2 separate regions of the Mus musculus genome follow, and region 1 is linked to region 2. The links are chromatin contacts, called in public Hi-C maps. All regions are on one chromosome and are shown on one strand. The core of a region is the stretch at or near the end of the contact, and the rest is flanking DNA. Distances in the headings are between cores, read along the strand shown.

The links. Hi-C and Micro-C count contacts between places; a contact is called where the count stands out from the background.
Region 1: a contact with region 2 is called in a Hi-C map of cerebellar granule neurons, with 3 times the contacts expected there. A contact is called at or near these places in 4 of 484 Hi-C or Micro-C datasets (brain, cerebellar granule neurons and cerebellum) and 2 of 130 datasets of targeted methods (astrocytes and bone marrow-derived macrophages).

Annotation. Positions count from the first base shown.
Region 1 is chr19:21,737,741-21,744,779 of GRCm38.p6, forward strand. No RefSeq gene overlaps it. Among named protein-coding and RNA genes, the nearest start is that of Gm41818, 18 kb to the left of the region's middle.
Region 2 is chr19:21,139,788-21,147,034 of GRCm38.p6, forward strand. It overlaps Gm32979 (a long non-coding RNA gene), which reads left to right. Exons shown (of 3, transcript XR_386592.4): 2 at 3,363-3,683; 3 at 4,060-6,652. Among named protein-coding and RNA genes, the nearest start is that of Gm32979, 6.1 kb to the left of the region's middle.

The DNA of each region.
Region 1 (7,039 bases), core at 3,356-5,855, 600 kb after region 2:
GACGTTAGCACTTGCGAGTGACTCAAAGTTACACTGTATTTGCCTGCCCGCCCCCCCCGCCCCCCCCGCCCCGCGTGCTCTAATTTTGTGTTTTAAATGATCGCCAGTTACTTTCTTCTTTTTTCCTTTTTTAAGATTTATTTCTTAATTTTAAGTTTGCATATGTAGGTGCCCATGAGGAGTTCGGCAGGGCGCATAGGATCCTCTGGAGTTGGAGTCACAGGCTGTTGTGAACTGCCTGATGTGGGTACGGGGAACTGAACTTGGTTCCTCTGAAAGAGGATGCATTCTTGGTAGCTGAGTCATCTCTCTGGCCTGAAGCACTTACTTTTTAAAAGACCTACTTTATTTTCTGTCTGAGCTCATGGTCGTTTGCGTTGGTAGCCAAGGCCAGATAATCTTGATCTATTGTGTGTCTCCGGTTTTCCAAAGACTTTTTTCCCTTCTATTGTTAGAGTCAGGGAAACTGGCAAACGATGGTGTTGGGCCAGAGGAGGGAGAACGAAGCCTTAAATCACCGAAATGTGGTGCGCCCTGTACGCACTTCAGTACGAACTGAAAGGAAGACTGCAAATAGGATTGGTTCCTTTGGGCTAGTACTGAATTGGGAGTGAGTGATGCAGATAGAGCCATGGGCTGAAATCATTTTCTACTTCAGCCCCGCTCGGTCTGCAGGGAATCGTGGAGTCAGGAGTTAGCTGCAGGGTGTTGGGAGTAGGCCAGCATCTACATCTGTTCTCAACTGTAAGTGGACTGGAAAAACACTTTGAGGGAAAGCCAGTGAGGAGCGCACAGAATCCCTGCTCCCAGAAAGGCCGGGAAAGAGGAGCTGATTCATCATAAAGATGCTGAATTTAGAGGCAGGTTTTTATGCAAATAAAGCGTGGATGAGTCTTCTTCTGTTTGTCAAGAGTCAGTCTGGTTCCTGACAGTCTAAGGGTCAGAACTGATAGGATGAGTCAGCCATATTGACAGCGTGGGCCCTTGTGTCTAAGTATAAGCCCTGCGCTTGGAGGAGGAGGCTGGGGGAAGGAAAACCAGCCTGGCAGAGGTTGCGAGAGCTTGTCTAAAACACAGAAAACAAGGTAGCCGGGTAGGATTGAAGCCTCATACTTCCCACTATTTCCGAGGAATCTGGGGCTCAACTCGAGTACTTTGGCACTCGCTTACTAGACTCTGGACACGTTTTAGTGAATTTCATGCAGGATTTCTTGTCTCGGAATATATGGCCGGCTGTAGGGACACTATGTAACGATTTCTCGCTTTTGATATTAAGAGCGTCTCAATCCGAGAAATGTCATGGCTAGCATGAGTTGGAATAAGCGTTACTTAAAGGAAGTAGTTTGGCAACACATGGGCCTGGGTTCAAATTCCAACTCTTGTCATTTCCTGGCTGTATGAGATCAGGCAAGCTGCCCTCTGACCGCCAGTGGCTTCACCTGAGATGGGAATCATAATGTATGACTAACCAGGCTATTGGGAGGACTGGCTGTCTCCCTAGCCACCTAAAAACAACCAGAAAAACATCCGCAACCTTGTTCTCTCCTTTGTTCCATTTCTCCGTATCATCGTTATTATTTTTACTTATGTTTTTTAACAAGTTTGTTTTGTTTTGTTTGCGAAACTGGGAATTTAACTCAGAACTTTGTGTAAGCACTCTACCTCAGTCTATTTAGCCCCCTTTTCACTTTTTATTTTGCAACAGAGTTTCTCTATATTATCCAGCTAGTCTTGAACTTAGTTTGTAGCCCAGGCTGTCCTGGAATCATGACCTTCCTCCCTAAGTCTCCTTAAAAGCTATTCTTATAAGCCCACACTGCCAAGTCTTTATTTGTTATTGACACAAATAATGATATTTATTTATTCATTATAACTTGATACATGTATTCACATAGAAATGATCCATGCAGGCTAATTAGCATATCTGTTGCTGTAAACATGTTTCCTTTCTTTCTTTTAAAGAATTATTTATTTATTTTATGTATGTGAGTGCACTGTTGCTGTCTTCAGACACACCAGAAGAGGGCATCAGATCTCATGACAGATGGTTGTGAGCCACCTGTAGTTGCTGGGAATTGAACTCAGGACATCTGAAAGAGCAGTCAGTGCTCTTAACTGCTGGCCTCTATTTTTCATTTCTTCATGCTAACAACTGTCAAAAATCTTTGTAGTTAATTTTTTTATACAAATTTTTTTTGATACAGGATTTTTTCTTTCTTCCTTTTTTCCCTTCCTTCCTTCCTTCCTTCCTTCCTTCCTCCCTCCCTCCCTCCCTCCCTTCCCTTCTTTTTTTTTTTTTTTTTTTGTTTTTTTTTTGAGTCAGTGTTTGTCTGTGTATCCCTGACAGTCCTGGAACTCAATCTGTAGACCGTGCTGGCCCCAAACTCAGAGATCTGCTTGACTCTGCCTCCTAAGTGCTAGGATTAATGGCATGGACCAAAACTACCCAGTGAGACAAGGTTTTTCTAAGTAGCTCTGACTAGCCTGGACCTCACTGTATAAACCAGGCCAGTCTCAAAACCATGATGCTCCACCTGCCTCTGCTTCTGGGATGCTAGGATTAAACACATACACCACTACCCCTGGATACTTTTACTTTGAAATATCTGTATGCATACCAACCATAGTCATCCACTAAACTAAACACCACACCTTTTTTCTACACGGTGCATGATGACCCATATCTACCCATCCCCCTTGCCCTTCCCTGCCTAGTCTTTGTTACCCACTACTGATGCCTCTGGCAACCTCCATGAGATCAGCGGCCTTAGATTCCTCACGTGTGAGACCACACAGTACCTGTCGTTTTGTGTTCCCTCTGTTTTCTTGCTACCTGCCAGGCACTGTTGCACATCCAGTTTTAATTTCTAAAAAAGATGTTTTGTGTCATTGGAATGAATGAAACACATATGGCTTGTCTAAACTTATAACTGTTTTCTTCCAACTAGTTAAAAGTGACAAGAGAAGCTAAGGGTAACGGAACAGGCGGGGCTGCCTCTATTTGAAGGGGCAAAGACTGAGTTTCCTGGCTCACTCCTGGGTTGGGTGAGCTGTGGCAAGGGTCAGCTGGGCTGTTTAGCCAAATGCCAAGGTCATCATGGAAAGACTGTCTGAAATGGCAGTTGGGTGTTTATAAGCAACAACTAAAGTAGTCAAGGTAAATTTATAATTTATAAATGGCAGAAACAATTTCCAAATCATTTGCAAAATATTTTTATTTTGGTTTTCAGAAAAGTGTGTTTTCTATTAACCAAAAGTATGAATACAAAGAGAATTGGTATAAGTAACATGGAGAAGGGTGAGGAGGGAGAGGAGGAGGATGGGGGGGGGGTTATTATGGGTCCTTGCACACTATCCAACCTCTGTGAGTTATGATATTTTATGAAAAGTAAGATGATTTAAATTAAAGATTATGCCCAAGGTGCCTTCCAAATCTAACATTTTAGCATCCTGTACTTTGTCTAAGCTGGCATCTTAATATCTCCTTTATTAAAATAAATACCAATAACATACTAAGAGGTGACCTGGAGTACTTCAGGTATTTTCTCTCTACAGGAGCACCTGGGAAGAGGGGGCTCTTATTCGTCCTATTTTAAATACAAAGACACTTTAGGTAAGACGACTTAAGTCATTTTTAAAGACCAACCTGTCAAGACATAGTGTGCCGACTCACTGGACTAATGCTTTTAACCAAACCTATATGTCTCCCAGAGGAAACCCTTGCTGCCCACTACTGTAAGGTGGGACGCTTCTCTACCAACAGAGAAAAACCAAACCTGGGTGTCCAAGCATCCTCTGAAATAAGTGGTATAGAGGATCATTGTACCTATTAGAGCCGTGGGTTTCAACGCTGCTAAGGCTGCAATCCTTTAATACAGTTCCCCATGTTGCGGTGACCCCAAGCCACAAAATTATTTTTATTGCTTCTTCACAACAGTAATTTTGCTACTGTTATGAATTATAATCTAAGTATCTGTGTTGGCTGGTGGTCTTCGGCAACCCCCCGTGAAAGGGCAGTTCAACCCTCACAAGTCTCTTGGATCTTAGGTTGAGAACCACTGGATTAGAAGCGCCACGGTTCTGTTAGGAGCCACAGTGGTTTCTTTAACTGGCTCCTTCTCGCCACTGAGTACATTTTTTATTAACTGAAATGTTTCCTGTATATTTTCATTATAAATTTCTGCCTGTGTTGTCTTCACAGACTAGAAGCAGCTCCATAGCTCATTTACGTACTCCGTACCCCACTCTCAATTCTATCGAAGCAATAACTTAAGATCAGAAGGGGCCCCAGGCGCGAGCTCTCAGCACAAAGCTTCATTTGCTTCTTGAACATTGGACATTTCCCGACAGCATTTTCCCAGCGCTCACAGCCCTGCTCGTACCCTCACCAACCCCCAGCCCTTCAGTTTCAGCTCTTTCCGTTATTTTGTCCATTATCTTCCTTTGCCGGTGATGCCAGCTGGCCTGGCCCAGCACCCCCCTGGGAGAACACTCATGTCACTCGGCCCTGGGGAACCAGCTTGCCTTTCTCAGTTGTGCTTGCACCAATATGGCTGGATGCACGGGAGCCAAGAGGAAGTCCCGCCATCTGCCGATTCTGTGAGGAGCTGGCTTTTCCGTGGCTCTCACAGAGTGTTGGAGGACATAGCGTGGCTCTGGGCCAGTCCTCCCAGGTGCTTCCGCTGGGATTGCAGTGGGCTCGGAGAAGGAAGCCTGTGTTCAGCCTCCTAGTAAAGGGTGCATGCGCTTGAGGCCGACAAAGGCTTCATGTACCCTGGCATCAGTAAGTGTCAGGAACAGCCAGCCCTTCGCACTGTTGGACACGTTCTCTGAAACATGTCCCCATCACATTTGGAGAGTCGCTTAGAAAGGCCCGGCTTTAAAAAAATATCCACGTATTGCACTTATTGGCTTTTTGTCTAAGATTAAAGTGTAAAAGACACACACATTTATTGTGTGAAGTCAAATGCTTCATAAAGCTATTTCTATGTAAGTCTTTATCCTTTGACCAGTATACCACATGTCTATTATAGGAACTTTGCACAGCACAGAGGAATACAGAATAGAAATAAGTACCAACTCATCGTGCTACCAAGGAGAGTTACCATGAAGTCTTTTTAATGTATTTTTGTATTTTTTCAAGTGTACACACACACACACACACACACACACACACACACACACACACACACCGGGGTGGGGGGGTTCCTCATTGGTAGACTACATCCTCCTCATCCCACAAATGATAACTATTTATATGGATTTTCTATGTGTGCAGTCTTTCTCCATGGAATGCATTATGCACATTCCCATGTCTCACTAAGTCTCAGTTATAAAGCATTCACCAGCTGCAGTTATTTCAGTCTATGTTCATACTGTAATATGTAATACTGTAATATGCTTGCTAATCTTCTGTTGTTTTGTTTTTGCCCCCCCCCCCCCATCCCCAAGACTGTATCTTAAGTAGCCAAGGCCAGCCTTGAACTTACTATGTAGCAGAGAATAAACTTGACCTTCTGAGCCTCCTGCCTCCATCTCCTGCATGCTGGCACTTCAGACCTGGCCTGTACGTCCATGTATGGTTTTATGTGGAGCGGGGGATTGAACCCAGGGATTCATTTATGCTAGGTAAGTGCGCTACAAACAGAGTTACATCCTAGACATTTGGAATTATTCTGTTGTTACTGTTTTGAAAATAGGATCTTGAGTTGCCCAGACAGATCACAAACTCATTAAGTAGCCAAGGATGGCCTTGAACCCTGCTGCTCCTGCTTCCACGTCCAAGTGTTGGGATTATAGACCTGCACTTCTATACCTAGCTCTGGTTTTCGCTTTTGAAGACGACCTCAATATGCAAACTGAGATAACCTCTAACTCCTAATCCCATTGCCTTTCATTCTAAGTGGTAGGCTTACAGGCAAGCTCTACCATGCCTGGCAAATGCCAGTTCCCTGTTGTTGACTACTTATGTATTAGATTATTATTTATTTGGTGTGTGTTGTTGTTATAAATAAATAGCAATGCATTTCCCTTTTCTTTAATTCCGATTGCTTTCATAGTTGAAATCTCTTTTTCTCTATCTGCATGTGTGTGTGTGTGTGTGTGTGTGTGTGTGTGTTGTATAAATGCACCAGCACACGTGGGCTCACATGAGGCCAGATCTTTCTGATGTCTAGATGCCTTCCTCAACTGCTTCTCTACCTCATTTTTTGAAACAGGATCTCTCAGTGGATCAGGATCTTGCTGTCTCTGCTAGACTGTAAGCCTCTGCCTGTCTCTGTCCCAAAGCATTGGGAGTACCGATGCATACCATCACACCTGGCTTCCTCTGTGGGCGCTGGGAATCCAGGCTCTGCTCCTCATGTTTTAGACAGCACATGCTCTACTACCGAGCCACCTCCCCAACCCCATGACAGGCAAATTCTTAGAAGCAACTTTGTCAAGTCAGAGGTCATGATGACTTGCCTCTAGCTTTAAACTTGTGGTTCCAATGCCAAATAATCTTCCAGAAAGCAAATGCAGATTTATGTTCATGCCTAGGACAAATGTCTCAATATTTTTGCCAGCATGGGAAATTCTCTTTAAAAATCTCTGCCAATGTGTAATGTGAAGACTGAGAGCGTTTGATTGCTGTCGATCACTGACAGCCACTCTCCCTTAGTTCCAAAGGTCTGAGGACATGAAGCCATGTTTGTATCTGTATAAAGACAACTTGAGTCTCTCTCTGCTGTACCTCATACTGAGATGTGGAGAAGCTGCCTCGCACTCCTGCTATCACAGCTGTGAGCCATTTCCAGTGAGGTGCCTTCCCCAAGAGCAACTGTGCCCTGTGAGCCAAGAGAAGTCCTTGCTCCTTAAAAAAGAGACAGGTAGAGAGCTCTTTTAACAATTTTAATCTTTTTTTTAAAAAAAGATTTATTTATTTATTATATCTAAGTACACTGTAGCTGTCTTCAGACACTCCAGAAGGCATCAGGTTTCGTTACGGATGGTTGTGAGCCACCATGTGGTTGCTGGGACTTGAACTCAGGATCTTCGG
Region 2 (7,247 bases), core at 3,799-6,298:
TTTAATACACTTGGGACACATAAAACTGGCCCCTGGAGGCCCAAAAGAGTTAACCTGGACCCCTCTCTAAATTTCTGGCTCACCACTGGGAACTAACTGAGAAACTGAGATAACAGAGTCGAGTGTCTTAGTACCTGGCTCAGAACTCTATGGCCATGAGTGGATCTGTAAGAAGGTTTTGCTCATAGTCATACAACAAGCTGGTCACACAGACAGAATTGCTCTCAGGTTTCCAGATATTTTGTCTGGAGTTTTGCCTATGGCTACCTTACAAAAGAAAACACACACACATACATACACACACACACACACACACACACACACACACACTCAACTCATAGCCAGGAAGGAGTGCATGCCTTTAATGCCAACACTAGGGAGGCAGAGGCAGGTGGAGCTTTGTGAGTTCAAAGCTAGCCTGGTCTACAGAGTGAGTTCCAGGACAGCCAAAGCTACACAGAGAAACCCTTTCTTGAAAAACAAAACAAAACAACAAAAACAACAAAAAACCCCAAAAACAAACTCATAGGATTTCTTAGGGAATGGGAAGATGGAAGTTCTGTAGACAGAGGTCCTGAGCATACTGTACTTAGGCCTTTGAATGTCTACAGTTCTATGTCTACATCCCTCCCATGTCTCTAAATGATCTGTTTCGCTGTAACTCCTGCTTGGATGAAACAAGTTCTCTGAAGACTATGGAAAACTCTGATTTCCTGGCTTCCTTCCTGGATGGTGGTACAGCCACCAGCAGACATGACCTTTCTGGGTTTACCTCAGCTCACATCAGCATGTTTGCAGCTCCCCAGAGTTTATTTTCATCTCTCCAGGAAACAAGACCTCTTGAGAAACAGGAGAAGACAGTCCCTTCACCGTCTCCAGCTGTCTCGACTGAAAGCCTGGCCCAAGTCTGGGCAAGCCTGCATGGGAGATGCCAGGATGCCACCTAGCTCATTGGCCTGCTGAAATGAAGCAGCTGGAGTCTACAATCGACAAAAGCCCCCAGTTTAAATCACTATGGCTGAGGAAGGGGATTGATAGTAAAGAGTAAGGGGGAATTTCCTGTGACCAAACCCCTCCTGCGAAGGTTTCAATGAATCAACCCTGGAGCTGGAAGTGAACTTAGACATCAAGGATCTAAACTTCATCACAAGGAAAGAAGGGACATGAGAAGAATGATCGATGGTGGAACGAGTATTGAAGTTACAAGAGGCAGCAGAAAGAAGTTTATAGCTACCTCACACACTGAGGCATTACTTAAAGGGCACAGGGCATTGAGAATGTCAGTGTCAGCAGGGATAAACCCCACGGAGAGCTAAAGAAACACTTATGGTTCCTAGAAGCAATCTAGTTCACCTGCCCTCAATCTGAGCCACATTCTTCTGCACCCTCTTCTTTGGTCCTTTTTGTTAAGGTCACGTATCCTCCATGCCTTCACTCCTGCTATTTATGGAAGCTCTTATCTCCCTATTTTCCTTCTTTCAGCTAAAACAAAACTCCTTCATAAGGAGGCTTCTGTTTCCGCAACAGGGTCCCCTCTTTATTTTCTCCTTGTCTCCTTTCTTCTGCCCATCTTTCCTTGAGACCTTGTTCTGGAAGTAAGGATCTGATATTCACATACAGAGCCTGCAGTGGGTCAGAGAGCTCTGGTCCATGGCTTCAAGGTTATTTCAGAGTATAGAGGTATTCTTGGAGGTATCTGTCCTAGAAATCAGGATGAGAGGTGAAATAAAGCAAGCAGACATCATTGTTTTTAATAGGGCTTTAAGCACAAAAAACTCTTGGAACATGGTGGGTTGTTTTCCACATTAGTTCTCTGAACTAGAACCCATGTCTCCTCTGTTCAAGCATACTAGTGAGTGAGAAAATAATTGAGGATCTTAGAAGTCTAGGTTTTAATTTTATGACCAGTATTTACAAGTAAGTCATGTTTCAGACAAGATAGAAATCATATATATATAGAGAGAGAAAGGGGGGGTGGGCATCTGAGATAAGTTGTAAGAAGACTAAAGAAATGCACATGAAGCATTTAGAAAGGATTTTGACCCCTAAGTACTCAATTCCTATTATCATACCTTGCTTCTGTAGCACCTGGGATGGTTTATGGTACATGTACAATTCTGACAAACCCCTACAAACGATGGAGTCTAACCCTTCTCATTTGACTATGGTCCACATTACTTGCTTCCTTCTAATGAGTATAGCACAAAAAAATAGTGCCACATATAACTGGGTCTCAAATGTAATTATAAGAAGGTGATGTATCATCTGGCTTGTTGGAATTCTTGTCCTTAGAACCAAAATACTACATACTAAGAAAGGCTAGAACCCATAGAAGCTATATGGAGGTGGCTTAGCCCACAGTGTTATCAAGTGTACCAACTGATAACAGGAAACAATTGTATCTGTCAGTGAGTTAAACTTCAGGTAACCCCCAACTTCAACTTCCATCACAAAGGTACAGAGAAGGATATCACCCCAAGTTTTGCTTGAAGTCCTGATTCTCAGACTCTGTGAGCATTCTGGATGTTTGCTTTACAACAACTAGTTTAGGAATAATTTAAGCAACTGTAGCCTTTTATTTTTCATCACTGTGAATTTCTATTTGTGGGGATCTTGGCAGAACTCAGGAATCACTGTTACCTCTTGATTTTGGCTTCGATACTATAGCTCTTCTTAACCAGACAGTAGATTGTAATGGTCTAGAAAGTTTAAAAAAATGGCAATATCTTGATTCAGTGCCAATTATAGTGCATAATTTGAAAATATTCCTCATGCATTGCAATAAGACTCCTCCAAAGGGGGAAAACCACTGACTTATTACTACTCCTTACATTGTGTGCCAATTGATGAAGACTTCCCATCGTCCATTAACGGTCCAGAAAGATCCGCTTATACATGGGTCTTAAGAAGACTGCATTTGCAGTCTGAAAGAACTAGAAGTAAACCTGGTGCTTCTAGTACATAAGTCTTTCTCAGTAGAATCTAGGTTAGTAACAAAAGATCCCAAACTATGGGTTTCACAAGAGAATCTCCAGTATATTAACCATGACCTTCTCAGATCTTCTCTTCAAAAGCTGGAAGATTTGAAACAAGGCAGCGATGTTCACTTTCATCCTCCTTCAACATTGAACTAAATGTTCTAGCTAACGCAACTACAGAAGAACAAAAGTAAAAGATATCCATCTGGAGATGAAGAAGTAAAAGTGTGCCTGTAAGTGGTATGTATGTGAGAGTGTGTGTGTGTGTGTGTGTGTGTGTGTGTGTGTGTGTGTGTGTGTAAAATCTGGAGAGGTTTATAGTGTGCCCTACTATGTCCTGAAAACAAAAGGCATTTCTGTCCATCTTTCTTCACCACTTTCTAGGACAGCAGTTCACCAACCTCAACGTGGAGAACAGAGCTACTAAACATGAATTCTCAGGCCACATTCCCAGAGATGCTCAAACACTAGCTGGAAACTTCATCTTAAGAAGCATTCTAGGCTGGGGTGAGGCATGTGAACTTCCATACTAGACTTTGTGAAACACAGAACTCCATCTTTCAGAAGTCCATGTGTGCAAGGAACTCCTTACAGCCAACAACATCACCTATGTGGGGATCTGAGCTTATCTTCCCAGCAAGTTCTGTGACTTTCCACATATCCCTTGACCTCAGGCTTCCTCAGTTCCCTTCACTACAGAATGAGGTAAATGAATATTATATTCTTAAGAGTTTGATGTGAGCACTCAATGTATTAACATGGCAAACATATTTATTGCCACGTATGTGACATATCTGCCTGTCCCGGGGCACTAGACTTCTCATGTAGACACCACAGCCAAGTGCATCTTTGTCCACCCTATTCACCTTCTTTACCTTCCTCTGACCCCCTCAGAAAAGCTGTGGGAAGCAGACACCGTTAGTAATGAGATGAAGAATGGGCCGGCTGTTCCCTCATAAATGGGAGCCCTTCTCAACCTTAAGGGTCCATAGCAAATCTAAGTCTTATCACCAGTTGATTTTGTTCTTTTCAATTTGATGTATACCCTTTGTGAAACCAGGTTTCGTTTTCTTGTTTCCAGTGTATTTCACCAAGAGCTCATTTCCATACATAAACAGAAGACTCCTGTTTTTACAACTTCCTAACTCCTAAAAGGTATTGACTCCTCCCCCATTCAGCAGCGCAGTAGCAAGCCTGTAGAAGATTGTTTTGCACCTGGGGAGGTAGCTTCCACTGCTTGAATAAATAATTTATGGGGATCAACACTTGCTTAAATGAATGAAAAGAAAGATGAACTGGAAAGCATCTCTCTTCCCTCCCCAAATCTCCTCATGAGAGAAGCATTAATGGCATTCCTTGATGTGCACAGGTGGACAGAGCTGAGCTGATGGATGCCAATTGGGACACTGCGGAGAACAGCCCTGCTATGAAGCTTACCTGATAGTGAGCTGAGAACAGAGGGGTTTTTTTGTTTTTGTTTTTGTTTTTGTTTTTGTTTTTTAACACCAGATACTGTGACCACTGACAACCAGGGAAACCAGCTCTTGGCTAAACGTGTGGTTTCCTGAAGCAGCAAAACCTCAGAAGGAGAGAAAATTAATCCGGTCAGAAAGAAGGACTCAGAGCGAGCTGGTGATTCACACTGTCCTCGGGAGGAAAGCTGGACGTGCCCTCTTAAATACCCTTCAACTGTGGTTTCCTACTACTTTGTTCAAACGTCTATTTATTCCCAAATATTAATTGTATCTCAGAAGGAGTGTGTTTAAAGATTTGGCTTTAAATTTCCCTCTAGAAAACTCATTAGAGGTGGACAGAGCTGAATTTAAGCCACTCTGTTCACAAAGTTCTTTGGAGCTCAAAACGTACGTTCAGGCAACATAGAAGAAAAACTAGAACTTTGGAGTTGACGTCCGTATTTCTCCTAGTCTGTAACACAATACTGTGCACGCCTGCAGGGAGAAGAAAGAATATATTCTTGACCTTAAGTGACCAATTCTTGATCCCTTGTAAACATGAACGGCTGGCAGCTGGGCTTGTGTGTGCTAAACTCCACCCCCTCATTCACATACCGCGTTTGGAGGAGCTTAGCAGCACTTCCTGTTTGAGGTCATGACCCAAGATCAGAGTAGCTTAGGCAGGGTCAGGAAAACAGTATCAGCTCCTGGGACTGGCTCCCTTAAGCCTTGAGTCATCCTTCCCTATACCTGAAACTTAGAAGCCAGAGGTGGGCAGAGAGCAGCAGGAAAGCTGATAATTAGAGACAAGCCTCCCCCTGTCCCAAAGGCTCATTTCTCCCAGTTCCCTACTCTCTCTCACACATCCTCCTCCTCCTCCGAGGGGCTAGAGGAGTGGATCAAAGACGGGATTATACCTCTTTGAAGTGGTGACATCGTTTATGGATCTGAAGTCACGTCTTTTCAGACTGTCAGTAAGGCAAGAAGAGCCTCAGGAGCTCAACTTTCCGAAATGAACCTGTCTCACAGCTCTGCGGCAACCGAGGGACAGGAATGGATAGCCACAGCATCCTAAAAAGGATGTCTTTCCAGCACACAAAGTTGCTTGATTAATTAATTCAGGCATTGTAATAACTGAAGTAATTGAAAACCAAGTATTTATGGCTGAACAGAACCTCAAACAGGTCTACTGGTTTGTCAGTCAAGGCTGGGGTTATTGCTATATAATCCCTTAGGTTTTTAGTTTTAGGTTTTTCCCCATGAAAGTCAAGCTAAGTGCCCAAGGCTGCTGTTCACTGCCATGTGTGCACATTACCTTGTGATAATAACAAATGCAATCTGAGGACATTTATATTCACAAACTTTGTCCTCAGAGTCAAGGATAGGAAGGGGGCCAAAGGCTGTGCTCGGAAGTCCAAACAGCAAATTTTAGGTAAAATGGATGAAAACTCTAGTTAATATCTATGACCGTGTTGTGCCCACCTATGGCAGTCTCCATAAATTATAATAAAGCCAAGAGAACCACATTACTAATGAACATCAATAAAAGGATTGGATAAATGAAAGTTAAAAATAGAAGATTTTAAGCTGCTTTGTAGGATGATAGAAATCTTACACAGTCCCTCCTTATGTGTTCCTAAAATGCCTGCTGCCGTCTTCAGCACTCTCAGGACTACAGAATTCCTGCCTGTTCCACTGTGACTCTTCAACTCCACTAGTTTCAAAGATGCAGACAACTGGAGCCCTCAAATCTTCCATACATCAGCATGTGAAGCCTGCCTAACGATAAGGCACCATCCACAGACCATAAGCAACCACACTAAAAGCTCCTCAAAGGGAATTTTCTTCAAACTTCACTTTCTACGGGGACCAGGCCAGTAGTGTACAGAAAGATCAGGCAATTGGAAAATCTGGGCCCCACTCCCTGCTACTCTCTCTCTCTAACTCCAGTCACTTTTCCCACTGAAATTTATAAGCCTGGTGCTAACATTTTCTAATTCTTAAGAGATTACAAAAGTCCCCACAGGGAGATGTCTTTTGCCACCTTATACACGGTTGTAGCAAGTTAACTTTTGTAAAACACCATACTAGGAAATTAAATCACGGCTATGAAAATAAACATCAATTTGGGATCCGTGGTCTACAGTTTTATCTTTGGACTTGTAGACAAACACATGTGCTTTTTATCTTGGCACATGCAGACACACACATGTGCTGCCAACAGACCAGTTACTGGACTCTCCTCAGTCTCCACAGTGAGAGATCTGGAAATGGAATTTGTCAAATTTCCATCACCCTTGGAGATAACTTGTAGAAGTCTTGGCTTTGTCCCTTTATTAATTTTGTGTGTTTTATGCTATAATGATTTCGGTATCATTCACTGTAATGAATGATGGGCCTAGTAATTCATAGCATTTACCAAAAGAATCAACAAAAGTTTAAAGTTGCGCTGGGCTGGCTACATAGTGATTTCCTGGCTAGCCTGGGCTACAGGTGATACTATGCCCCAGAAAAGAAGTGGAATGCAATGAAAAACAAACTGACTGTACTTGGCATAATTTTTTTAAAAGAAGGTTTTTGTCCATTTACTAAAATATGAAGTCTCCTAGAAAAAAAATGTATTTAAACACTAGAAATTCCCTCTAAACAAACAAACAAAAATATGTATGTATCTTCACTGAAAAGTAAGGTGTTAGTGTTGTATAATGCAAAATTGTGTTCTCCATAAATACCAAAATAGGAGACTTTGAGTCTTAGGGGCAGAACTAGAATAGCTCGCAGAAAGGTAAGCTCCCTCGACTGGGTGAGGTAAGCA